Regions from separate parts of the Mus musculus genome. Here region 1 is linked to region 2. The links are chromatin contacts, called in public promoter capture Hi-C maps. All regions are on one chromosome and are shown on one strand. The core of a region is the stretch at or near the end of the contact, and the rest is flanking DNA. Distances in the headings are between cores, read along the strand shown.

Region 1 (6,160 bases), core at 287-2,786, 200 kb before region 2:
GTGGGACAGGGAGGGCTGCCACCCACAAGGCCTCTGTCTCAGCAGCCAAGGCCACATGAGCTCTAAGGAGCCCAGGCGCTAACTGAGCCCCAGGTTCTCATGCAGCCCCTTCCCTCAGGCAGGGCTCCAAGGCAGCCACTAACCTCACAGCCTCACCCCTGCTGGATGTGAGCTTAGTACCGAGGCTTTGAAGACTCGACCTGTAATCAAAATGAACTTGTGGGCCAGGGAGAGGGGAATCAAACCTAGTGCCTCCTAAACAACCGCAACAGAAGCTATCCCCCACTCTGTGGAAAGATGGCGCTGCCAGCCATTCTTTGTCACTCAGAGAAACACTTAAATACATCATCTACAGCATCAGCTCAGAGGCCAAAGACACGAGCAATGAAAGGAGGAGATGATACCCTAGCTGTTTTCTCTCTGCAAGAGACATCTCTCCTACACTCACCCACTATGTTCCTGGCAGCCAGGCAGCAGCTGGGAAACTACAGCAGGCTCAGCTCTGACCGTCCCTCCCCCCAAGCTAGTAACAAACAAAAAACGGAGAGAATAAGTTATCAGGCAAGACTCACATGGCCAAGGCTCCCAGGAGATGCCGCATGTGGCTACTTCCCAGCCTCACTCTTAGGCTCAGCTCTCAGCACCAGGCATGAAACCAACAATCAAATAAGACTCACCCAGCCTCAGAAAATTACCCTGACACCTTTCCTGTGCCTGTGCCTGTGCCCTCCTGCTGTGGACAGCTTCCCTGCCTCCTTAGCTTCACATCCTTGGTCCTTGTTATCTTGGTTTTATTCCATTGATCTACTAAGATGGGCACAGATCCAGGAGGCCCATCCGACAAGACAGCAGCATGAGTCTCGGTGTTAGAGCTGTGCACGCCCAGCCGTCATGCCTGCTGCTCTCCCCACAGGCTTTCCGCCAGGCTCAAGGCTCAACTCCTCTGTGGTGGTCTGAGCTATCCTGATTCTTTCCCATACAAGGATATGAGCTGAGCTATGGTCTCTAAAATGAGCTATGATTGTTGCATGTTCCATGTTCTCATGAACAATCCATGCGATAGCTACAGAGAGCTGAGCTGATTATATTTGATTATAATGGAAAACGGTGTCAGCAGTTATTTCCGTTACTGTTTTTACTCACAACAATCCATCTCCTCTTCAACGGCTGTCTTTACAGCCCAGCACCAAAGCCTCAGACTGTCTTCCACTCACACTAGATAATGACCCATGACCACCCACCCGACTCTGAATCCAAAGTAGGAAAAGATTGTGACCCACGGCCCTGTAAATATTAAAATATTCCACTCATGGGAGCTGATTCTATCACCAGGCATCTGCCTCTGTGACCTAGAATGGTCTGTCATTGACCCTGTAGTCCTATCTTGATCAGTACACACATACATACGCACACACACATGCATGCACGCACACATAAACGCTTGTGTTCACACATGCAGGGCAGTTTCCTGCACTCACTGCTGGTGTGGAAAAGAGAGAGAGATAAGATGACAGGAACTCCAGAGCTGTAGCTGAGTGTTGAGCACAGGCACTTCCGCTACTTTTTTGAGACGTCTCCAACAGCTCAGGCTAGCTTCAAACCCACTGTGTGGCTGAGGAGACGGAGCGTCAGTCCTGTCTCCTGGTCCCAAGGACTACGGCTAGGATTCCAACATGCACACCATCTGTTTTGTTTTGTTTTTCTGCAGTGCTAAGAATAGAACCCAGAGCTTAGCTGGCGTGGTGGCACACGCCTTTAATCCCAGCACTCAGGAGGCAGAGGCAGGTGGATTTCTGAGTTCGAGGTCAGCCTGGTCTACAGAGTGAGTTCCAGGACAGCCAGGGCTACACAGAGAAAGCCTGTCTCAAAGAAACAAAACAAACAAACAAACAAACAAACAAACAAACAGAACTCAGAGCTTTGTACACGTTGGGTAGTTATTTCTCCACCTGTGTTATATCCCTAGCCTCTCTCTTTTTTTTTTTTTTTTTTTGGTTTTTCGAGACAGGGTTTCTCTTTATAGCCCTGGCTGTCCTGGAACTCACTTTGTAGACCAGGCTGTCCTCAAACTCAGAAATCCGCCTCCCTCTGTCTCCCAAGTGCTGGGATTAAAGGCGTGCACCACCATGCCTGGCTGCCTCTCCATTTTTTTAAATTTAGATTTTCATAACAGTACATACTTGAGAAAGATAAACAACTGCCACTTACCACTGGCCAGGCCTAGACTATAAAAGTCAGGAGAACCAAGATCCGAAGGTGACAACCATCAGAAAGGACAAGAGACACTTCCGGAAGAGCTAAGAGACCTACCTGCCAGGTCCCCACTCTGAGAAGCATGAGGACAGGCTGAGGTTGAAGGCCTTCCCAGCACATTCTCTGGGAGCTCCCACAAACGTTTCTTTCATCCCCAGGATGCGTTTCGACAAGTGGTGGATGGGGCAGGTGACAGGGGGGGGTCTCAGAGTGGGGTTCATATGGGACAACAATGAGAAATGGTCACTTGAGACTTACCAGATAACCTGACAGTCATCTGCAGGCTAGAAATGACCCCAAATTTAGGAACATATTTGGGCAAGGTAAATCCCAATGAAGACAATTGTGATTTCTTCACCGTGGGACCTCTGACCAGACAGTACTCAAATTATGCTAAGTGTGTTGTGTTTCATCACCTTGTTTTTCCTGAGTTTTTAAATGTCCTGATGTTTATCGCCCATGGACACGATCCTTTGGAAACATCTCTACAACCACAGTCCATCATTCTAGACAGAAGAGTATCCACAGCCCTCCTCCTGCAGCCCCACAGAGCTCCTTCATTCAACCACAGCTCCCTGCAGTACATAGTAACTGAAGGCTGGCTCCGATAGGCGGGCAGCTCAGCTCCATCTGTCTGCCCTTCCAGTTGTCTGTCAGTCCAACTCATTCTTAACTTACACGTGGATGCAACAGGAAACCAACTGTGAAACCAGAGGTTTGCCAAGATCAACCTCTAACCAAGCTCTCACCAAATCAACAGGCCCACAGACCACACGCCTTTTACACTCTTTCTTTAACAGTGATAAACAGCTCATAAAATAGAGTCTGTGTTGGGAAGGGCCCTGGGGTGTCTTGTAATCCCAGCCTAAAAGATAAACAGACCCTCTGTAATGAGGTGACATGGGCTAGCACTCTACAAAGAAACTAGGTCAGCCCCGATGCCCCAACATATGTCTCTCACTGTCTGAGAGTCCATTCTCTCAGCTCCACACATGCCCAGCAAGTGACCTGCCACAGAGCTGGATCCTTAGTCTGGCCTTTACAGCTTGTGTGGCTTCCAGCATCCAATATGTACCATGTATGTAGCCTGTATATGTAGCATGTATGTAGTCTGTACAGACTACAGTAAGTAATAAATCCCAGTGCAGAACCTTTATTTTGTGTGCCTACCAGATCAGTAATCGAGGAAGGCTATGGATGAAATAGTCCCTATGCTCAGGAGGGCTATAGGAAGCAGAAAAACTAGGAGAAGAGCAGAGTAAGAGAAACTAAACCCATGGCAAAACCAGCCCAGCCAGCAGCTCAGCAGCTTTTGCCGACCTACCATAAGGTCAAACCACCTGGGTTTTGTGGTAGGGTTCCTAAGTAGCAAGGAACAAGGAGAGCTGACCAGAATTGAATGTCACCATTGGTCTACTCACAGACTAGCCAGAAAAAGCACAATTCCCAAATCTCAGGCCTAAGTCATGAGTCTTCCTAACCAAGCTCAGATAATAAACTGAAACAATCCCCATTACCCGGCCTCACTTCCCAGATCTGTAACCCACAATCAACTGTGATTGCTGAAGACTAAGTGGAGAATTCCAGAAAGTAACAATTTGTAAGTTTTAAATATATTTACTATAGGACAATGTTACAGCCGCTACATAATAACATATGGTGCTCATCTCTTTACTACTCTAGAACTTTAGCATAGACATGTAGGTTCAAGGAAGAAGTCTACATAGATACTGGCTTGGCAAAACCCTCAGTTCCAAGCATCCATTAGTGGGCCTTCAATGCACCTTTGTAGGTGGAAAGAACACTGTCGGTGGAGGGAGATGTGCCTGGCCCTACACTGACCCTTGGATATAACAAGAATTGTGTGCTGCTACCCTCATCTCAATGCCTCAAATTATTTAAATTGGTTCCTATAATGTAGAACACTGAAACACAGCCCATAATAAGAAATGACTGATGCTCTGGACGGGCTGACCAACCCATTAGTGTTACCTCAGTTCTCAGCTAGTGGGAACAAACAGCTAAGACAGCGGACTGGAGGACAGCATTCAGGACTGGAGGACAAGAAACCTGAACAAGGAGAAGTGTGAAACTGAGGCAGGAAGATTGCAAGATCAAGGTCAGACTGGGTCTCAGATAAAACATTGGAGTGCTGAGGATATACCAGGTAGGAGAGCTTCCGCCTAGCATGCAAGTCAAGGAAAAAAGGCAAAGCCTGCATCTCAGATCTTAAGTTGCTTTTTGTTTCGTTGATTTGTTTATGAGTCTATTTCTGTTGGTTTCTTTTTTTTTTTTTTTAAAGATTTATTTATTTATTATTATATGTAAGTACACTCTAGCTGACTTCAGACACACCAGAAGAGGGAGTCAGATCTTGTTACGGATGGTTGTGAGCCACCATGTGGTTGCTGGGATTTGAACTCTGGACCTTCGGAAGAGCAGTCGGGTGCTCTTACCCACTGAGCCATCTCACCAGCCCTGTTGGTTTCTTTTTTAAGACAGGGTTTATTCTATAGCTCAGGCTCACTTAGGGCAGAATTTGGCAACTTTTCTTGCTGCAGACTTCTGAGTGCCACGATTACGGGCGAGAGCTAACACACTAGCTCTTAACATGAGAATGTAAAAGGAGATTGGGGTTAAAAAGCAAAGGGGCTAGATATGGCGGCTCAGGTCTTCGATTGGGAGGTAGAGGCAAGAGTATCTGAGTTTGAGACCAACCTAGTCTGAGTTCCAGGTCAGCCAGGGCTACATAGAGATATCCTGTTTCAAGGAAGGAAGGGAAGGAAGGAGGAAGGGAGGGAGGGAGGGAGGGAGGGAGGGAGGGAGGGAGGGAGGGAAGGAAGGAAGGAAGGAAGGAAGGAAGGAAGGAAATGGACAAATAATATTTTGATGGGCAGAATCAGATTTCAGTAATTGATCGGAAGGTCTTACATTTGCTGTGATGTCCTGTAGATAAATACACCAAAAATAAAAGGCGGATTTAGCGACTGCTCTTCTTCATTCTGCAGCATGCTATGGAGTGTGCATGATTTGGACCCCAGAAGAGCAGCAGGCTGAGTGGATCCCAACACAGGCAGAGGCTTCCAAACCAAGTCTTCCCTGAAGAAACTGAGTCCTCAGATGGAAGGGGGCAAGCCAGGGTCCAAGACAGAAAGCTGGGAAAGGAGTAGGGAACACAGAAACAAAACTCCTGCACACACAGTGAGAAGAGCTTTTCTAGGGTCTCTCTGAAAAGCCTCTCAAACCCTGTCAATGCCTGTCAATGCCCAAAATAGTCCTTCAAGTTGGAAACGGGAGTGGAAAATTACCTCACTAGAAAACACAAAGCCCTTGTTTAATCTTCAGTGTCACAGAAAGAAGAAAGGTGCGTGTATGTGTGTGGGGGGGAGACTAGGAATCTAAAAGCAGTAACAAAACCCTCACAACTCTGCAGAGAGCCGTGGTGGTGCCCCATGATATTGGCCCTGGGAGCAGGAGAGGCCTGAGCTTGATGCCACACGAGGAGATCCTGTTTCAGAAACATACAAATCTCTGGAAGTAACTCGCTGGTCTCTTCATGTAGTGACTCTGTCCTCCACATGCACTATGGCATGGATACATGGACACAGACACACACACAAACGCAGTGTTATATATCTATATCTCATACGACGGCTCCAGGAGTGAGCCTCCAAGTGTAGCAATGAGACCTCCAGGAGGTGGGGCTGGAGAAGTTGTTCAAGCGCCGCAGGTCAGTCCTAAGCAGGAGTGGGAGATGGAAGCACCAGGCGATTGGGGCTGTGATATAGCAGGGCTAACTACAAGATACCTCAAGAAGCGGGCATCCAGTACACATGCCAACATCACAGTATCTAAGAAGCACAGGAAACTCTTGAAAGAGATCCAACTTGCCCAGAAAGAAAAAGCA
Region 2 (6,990 bases), core at 4,411-6,910:
AAACAAGAAGCAAATCAATACAGAAGCCTTGGTCTTTTTGTCAAATGGTGCTGGAACTGCTAGATACATGTGGCCAAAAAAAGAACCCTGACCTTAACTCCACTTCTTATATATTACTCAAGATGAGTCACGGGTAGAATTAGAAACAAAGCAAAACAAAACAAAAAGCCAACTGCAAATGTGGGAGGGAGCTGGGCCAGCGTTACAGCTAAGCAGGTAGAGGGGCTGTGTGAGCCTTGGAACCTGATTCTGCAGAGCTGCCCTTTGACCTCCACATGTGTGCTGTGTGCCCCACATATACATCTCCAACATGCACACACACACACACTATCTTTTTAAAGGAGAGAGGAGCCTACCGTAGGGGTGGGGTTGGGCACTGGCAGGGGATGAAGAGGCATAAAGAAGGTGGTCACCTGGTGAAGACAGATGTTTGAAGGACATTGCATGCACTTGTGAAAAGGGCCCCGTGGTGCAGGTCTGCTATGACAGTTCATGATGAGCATCCACTTAACAAGATCTAGAATCATCCAGGAGACAACCCTGGGGGATGCCTATTGCTGGAGCTTTTGCAGATGTGCCCTGTGTATAAAGAAGACAGGGAGACTAATATAGTTTAAAGCTTATGCATTTTGCTGGGGCTGTCTCCCAGCTAATGTTTAAACTTAGCCCAACTATTTTAGCCTACAACTCGCCATGTCACTAGTTCTATACCTCCCTGCTCTGGTCCAGTCCATGTCTGGTCCCTTCTGTCTCGACTCTCGATTCTCGTGTGTCTCTCTGCATCATTCTCTCTGCATCACTCTCTCTCCCTGGAAGTTCTGCCCCTGTACTTCCTGTCCCAGCTATTGGCCATCAGATCTTTATTACAACCTATCAGCAGCAAGACAGTCTCTGATACATCGATTAGATTGCCTTTAGGAATGAGGGGAAGGACAGAAATGTACAAAATAGAAAATCTGGTGATGGGCCATAAACATGTCAATACCAGAATTCTGCCAGCACTTAGCTCTCTGCAGGACAGAATCAACAACTGGAAATTCAGAGACTGGAAATTCGTACATTGTAGGGACAGTCACGCCCAACATTTGCCGCCCCTAAGGGAGTTTCTAGATTGAGTTGATTCAGGTAGAAAAACAAGACTAAAAGTGGGCTGGAGAGATGGCTCAGTGTTAAAGTGCTTACCAGGAACGCAGATTCCAGAACCCATGATTATATCCAAAGCGGTCCCCCAAAATAGCAGTGCTGGTGACAATGTCCTAAGCATGATTTAGGCCAGGTAAACAGAAGGATCGTTACTGGGAACTAAAGTTGGGTTTGTGTTTACCTGGAGCCTCTCTTCATCCACCCCCCAAGCCATCTACCTGGGGTAAAAGCATCAGTTCCCAAAGCGGCCAGTACCAGCTCAAAGATGTCCATCTGCTGACTCCCAAACAAAAGCCTTCTGGTTTTCTGTTGTTTTCCTTCTCTCAGCATCCCCTTGACCTTGCCAGGAGACATGTTGGCAGTTTGATCCCCAATAAACCCTTCTTTCTACACATGGAGTGGTCTGGTTTGGTGCTGACACTGTGCCCATTACTGTGCCCATTCTCATACCATGTAAATGACTGGTGGGCTTGGAGGCCAAGCTGTAATTCTGGCTTCAGGAGGCAGAGTCAAGGGATCCTCAGAGCAGGATGGCTAGGAAGACTAGTCATCTTGGTGAGCTGTTAGTAAGTGAGAGACTGGGCCTTAGTATATAAGGTAGAAGAGCTATTGATTCACCACAGCGACCTCAGGTTTCCATAAACACACACACACACACACACACACGTCTGTGCATCCCACACATGTGCAAAGCCAACATACACAGGAAATGGGTGTGGAAAGAGCTGGGTATGGTGACACCTGCCTTTATTCCCAGCATTCAGGAGGCAGAGGCTTGTGAATATCTATTAATTCAAGGCTGGCCTGGTCTATGTCGAGGGTTCCAGGCCAACCAGAACTACAGAAGACTCTGAAGGGGAATAGGTAAGCAGAGAACCAACATTCACTCTTCTCTGCTTCCTGGCTGTAGACACAATATGCATAGCTGTGTCATACTCCTGCCACTGTGATGCCCTCAAACTGTGAGGCAAAATAAACCAGACCTTGAGGTGCACTTAAGACTAGTCTGGGAACTTAGTGGAACTATGTCTCAAAGCTTAAAAAAAAAGGAAAGTTTTGCTGGTGGTTTTAATTCCAGGGGCAGAGACAGGTAGATCTCTGAGTTCAAGGCCAGTTAGAGCTACAGAGGAAGACTAAGCTAAAACAAAACAAAACCAAAGAAAACACACACAAACAAAAAACAACAAACAATATATTTAAAGTTAGGAAAGGGATTTTAAAGAAATGTCAAATATACATTTTTTTTTTGCCAAATACTGTAAAACTTATGTTAACAAGGAATATATATCCTCTTATTTTTTATTTTTTGGTTTATTTGAGACGGGGTCTCTTTATACAGTCCAGCTGTCCTGTACCTCACTGTATAGGCCAAACAGAGGTCCAAATTTACAGAGATCCAACTGCCTCAGTTTCCTGAATGCTAGGATTAAAAATGTGCATCACCATGCCTGGTGCCAGAGCCCCTTGGTACTGGAATTATAGGTGGTGGTGGACTGCTATAGGATGCTGGGAATCAAACCCTGGTCCTCTGAAAGAGCAGCCAGTGAGTTAACTATGGGGTCATCTCTCCAGCCCTAAACTCAAACCTTTTATCTTTCCCACCTAGTAAAACTTTATATCAATATTTTAATCCTTCCTCTCTCAGCCAGTAAAACCTTTGTTTATACAAAGGCCTGATGGGGGCTGGTGAGATGGCTCAGTGGGTAAGAGCACCCGACTGCTCTTCAGAAGGTCCAGAGTTCAAATCCCAGCAACCACATGGTGGCTCACAACCATCTGTAACAAGATCTGACTCCCTCTTCTGGAGTGTCTGAAGACAGCTACAGTGTACTTACATATAATAAATAAATAAATCTAAAAAAAACAAAAAAACAAAACAACAACAACAATAAAAAAAAAACAAAGGCCTGATGGATTAAAGGGGTTGACCCCACCCCTTCTTTCTTTTTGTACTGATTTTTTTTTTTTTTTTTTTTTTTTTTTTGAGACAGGGTTTCTCTGTGTAGCCCTGGCTGTCCTGGAACTCACTTTTTAGATCAGGCTGGCCTCAAACTCAGAAATCCGCCTGCCTCTGCCTCCCGAGTGCTGAGATTAAAGGCATGTGCCATCACCGCCCCACTAATTTTCCATATTCTTATTTTCTCACAAAACCTTGAATCTGCATGATAGAAACTCTCAGTTTTTTCCCTTGAAGTGGCCATCTCACCACTTCTTCTGTAGCCTCCCCCAAGCCTGAAGCAGGCTGAGCCAGACATTGACCTTTTCTGCCACTAAGGAGATTACCTAAAATGGAGCCTTCCTAGATCATTCTATTGTTCTGCCACTGCCGTTGTTCCTCTTCAAGATACTGCTACCTGTGGGGAGGCCGCCGAGCAATTCCTGAGACTACACCCTATCCTGCATGTGGTCACATGCAGCTGGGCTCCAAGGATGAATTGGTGGGAATGGGCCTTCCCCCCCTTTATAAGCGCATTTGCCATTAAACATTTGAGCCTTGATCAGAACCTTGTCTTGGCTCCATTTCTCTCGGCCTAGTTCCCCTCTCTTTTCAGCCCCAGTTTGCCTCCCAGGTGGAACCCAGTTCATGTGAGCCGCAGGACGTTTCCAACATTCTTCCTCTTGTTTTTCTTCTTCCTCCTCCTCCTCTTCTTCTAGACAGGTATAGCCCTGGATGTCCTAGAACTTGCTCTGTCGTCTTTGCTGGTTTTGAACTTGCAGAGATCCCCCTGTCTCTGCCTCCCAACGGCTGGAGGGCATGTGCCACCACTGCCCGGCGCCCATCGCTTCTTTTTAAATATTTGCCAAACATCTGGGTTTGTAAGCCAATTGTCTTTTCACACAGAAATGCCTTGGTTTGACACAGGAACTGCACTAGCATATTTCATATTTTTCGAAATGACATTCAGTATGGCTATCTGGGTTTGCCTTTACTTCTCATGCATGCATTCAGGAGTTAAAGTTAACAAATTAAAGTCGAATTGCTTTGTCATGTTCTGAAGTGAACGTGGAGGTTTGTGCTAGCTGGTTTAAGTCGGCTGAGAAAGCATGGGGACCACACTGTGATGGTTCTACTCTTCCCAGCAAAAAGTTCACCCACAAAATACAAGTAAAGTCTTTTGTTTTGAAAACTGACTTGACCTTATTGACCTCTGACCAGGCCTCAGAGACCGAACGGGTCTAACAGGTTGGGCCTGTTGAGTGCTCCTGACCATTCCAGTAATGTGGACTGTGTTACTGTGTCTAACCCCCCCCTTGCCCCCTCCCGTGCAGCCCACCACAGTCTGCATCTTTGTACTGAGAAGGCTAGGGTGAGTCCATGACAGACTTAAAACTGGCAGTTAAGGAGTCTAGGCCTAAAAAGTGAGCAAGTCCAGGCAAGCACAGGCAAGTCAATTACTTATAGAAAACACCCCAGGCTCCAGCCTTCCCATCCAGGTAACAGAATGTCCCAGCCGCCTGGCCTGAGGCAGGGAGAATGGGTCAGCAGCAGTTTCCAGACTCCCTCAGCTACTCCTCAGTAACAGTTCCCAGACCTCCCCAGCAAGTTTTCAGCCCCCATATCCTGGTAATGGAATGTCCATAGAGATGGACCCAACAGGTTACCATAGGGGTCACCTACCCGGAATTCCCTAATGTGCTTTACCTCAGGCATGCAGGCTCACTTGCTGTCTCTATCTTGGTAATGGGAAACCCAGCATGCTGGTCTTCAGAATAAAATACTCTGAGTTTGCACACTTCTTGAGTCTGGGAGACATTCTTCGGAGAATCAGGGACTCTTACCTTACCATAGCAGTCTCCCCACTTTCCCAGAACCCGGAGAGTCCCTATTTTTCCACGCCTGTCATTAACTGCCTCCCTTATTCCCTCAGGGCCTGTGGGCAAGGCTGAGAGAGAGCGCAGTCCTGGCCTGCATCCTTCCTGACTGCTGTAGTGGAGAGTGGAACAGCTGTCATCCGTTTTCTACTTCCTTTCTCTAGGCCACCCTGGACTGTGTTCCTTCCATCCTGTTAATCTTTAGTTTAATATTTATTGACCTTTATGATTTATTTTATAGGTGTATGTCTTTGTGCCTGAGTTTATGTGTACTCTGTCCTGTGTGCTGTGCTCATGGAGGCTAGAGGGCACGGGATTCCTGGGGCTGGTAATGTGGATAAATTGAACCCAACCTGGGTCGTCCTGAGGAACACTTAGTATTCTTAACCGTTGAGCTATTTCTTTACCTCACTGTTCTCTCCTTTCATGCTGATTTTCCTGGCTTCAATTACCTTCGGAGGTCCTGTGTCTAAATGCAAACTGCTAATGTCCTGAATCTTTAGTCTTCTGATTGCCTTCATCCCTTAACCTGCTGCTCCCTACCCACGCCTGGCCACACGCTCCAGCTGCATTGCTCTCTGTGCTGCCCCCTGCTGCTGGAAACGAAACGATGCACGGAAAACTCACTTTATAAGGACAGCCCGACATCTCGCCCAGGCTGTTCACTATTTCCTGTCTTACCGGAAGCCTGTGCTGGAAACCCCAGGGCGTTTCCCAATAGTCAGGTCGGGCTGCTTAGCAAGCAGTATACATGCACTGTTTTATCTAACTTCACTGTAAGGTGCTCTCTCTTCCTCTCCCTCTGTCTCTTTGGTTTTTTCGAGACAGGGTTTCTCTGTACAGCCCTGGCTGTCCTGGAACTAACAGGTCTGTAGACCAGGCTGGCCTTGAATTCAGAAATCCACCTGCCTCTGCCTCCCAAGTGCTCAGATTAAAGAAATTCGCCACCACTGCCTGGCAAGGCTCTCTCTTTTTAAAAAAGAATTATTCGTTTATTTATTTTTATTTTATGTGTATGGTTCTTTTGTCTGCTTGTATGTCTGTGTAGCATGTACATGCAGAATTCAGATCCCCGGAACTGAAGTTACAGGCAGTTGTTAGCTGCCATGTGGGTGCTGGGAATTGAACCAGTATCCTCTGGAAGAGCAACCAGTGCTCTTAACCACTGAGCCATCTCTTCAGCTCCTCCCTCCCCCAAAAGTTCTCAAAGGCAAAAATGTTATTCTTCTTTCTTAGTACATTCTCCTACTTACTAATGTCTGTCAGCATCCTTAAAAAGCCAACCACTTACCAGCTAACCCTTGCCCGCTCACTCAGCAGCCAAGATGTGATATGATATCTTCATCCCTCCCTAGCTGGTTAACGGATCTGTTTTTACAGACAAGGCAATGGACAAGCAATGTTGCCATCTTTCTGAGAAAGGAAGAATGGTATTGGGTGATGGCTCAGAATGACACTGGGAAAATCCCAGCAAGACCATTGACAGATACTGATGTGGTCCTAAGTGAGAGACGTGAAGCCGGAAGACTGAGAACTTCAGGCCATTGCAATAGTTTGAATGAAAATGGTCCCATAGGCCCATAGGGACTGGTACTGTTGGGAGGTGTGGCCTTGTTGGAGGAAGTGTATCACTGGGGGCAGGCTTTGTGGTCTCAAAAGCTCAAACCAGGCCTAGCGTGGGCTCACTGACTCTTCCTGCTGCCTGTGGATCGAGACGCAGAACTCTCAGCTACTCTTCCAGAATCATGTCTGCCTGCACATGACAATAATGGACTAACCCAGCCCAATTAAATGTTTTCCTTTGTAAGAGTTGCTGAGCTCATGGTGTCTCTTCATAGCAATAAAACCCTAACTAAGACAGTCTTCCTTGATTACAAAGAAAGTTCCACCATCTCTGCGACAGGGAAAGAGGGGGTTTGGGGAGGTAGAGGCTGATCTCGGTGGTGGTTTGAATGAGAATAGCCCCATAAACTCATATTCACATGCGTAGTCACCAGGGAGCGGTACTATTTGAAAGGATTAAAGGGATTAGGA

What was found. Capture Hi-C pulls out chosen DNA fragments and counts their contacts.
Region 1: a contact with region 2 is called in a promoter capture Hi-C map of adipose tissue. The contact joins two enhancer-like sites. A contact is called at or near these places in 1 of 115 datasets of contacts at active chromatin or transcription factors (effector CD8 T cells) and 2 of 9 other capture datasets (adipose tissue and liver).

Annotation. Positions count from the first base shown.
Region 1 is chr11:6,563,482-6,569,641 of GRCm38.p6, reverse strand. The region is part of intron 1 of Ccm2 (cerebral cavernous malformation 2); the gene reads right to left. Among named protein-coding and RNA genes, the nearest start is that of Ccm2, 20 kb to the right of the region's middle. Within about 2 kb of position 1,536, at least 104 of the 459 cell types and tissues checked have an H3K27ac peak or open chromatin away from gene starts, as enhancers often do. A contact at or near this core is called in adipose tissue and effector CD8 T cells, where this site is marked.
Region 2 is chr11:6,364,716-6,371,705 of GRCm38.p6, reverse strand. No RefSeq gene overlaps it. Among named protein-coding and RNA genes, the nearest start is that of Zmiz2, 27 kb to the left of the region's middle. Within about 2 kb of position 5,660, at least 150 of the 459 cell types and tissues checked have an H3K27ac peak or open chromatin away from gene starts, as enhancers often do. A contact at or near this core is called in adipose tissue and effector CD8 T cells, where this site is marked.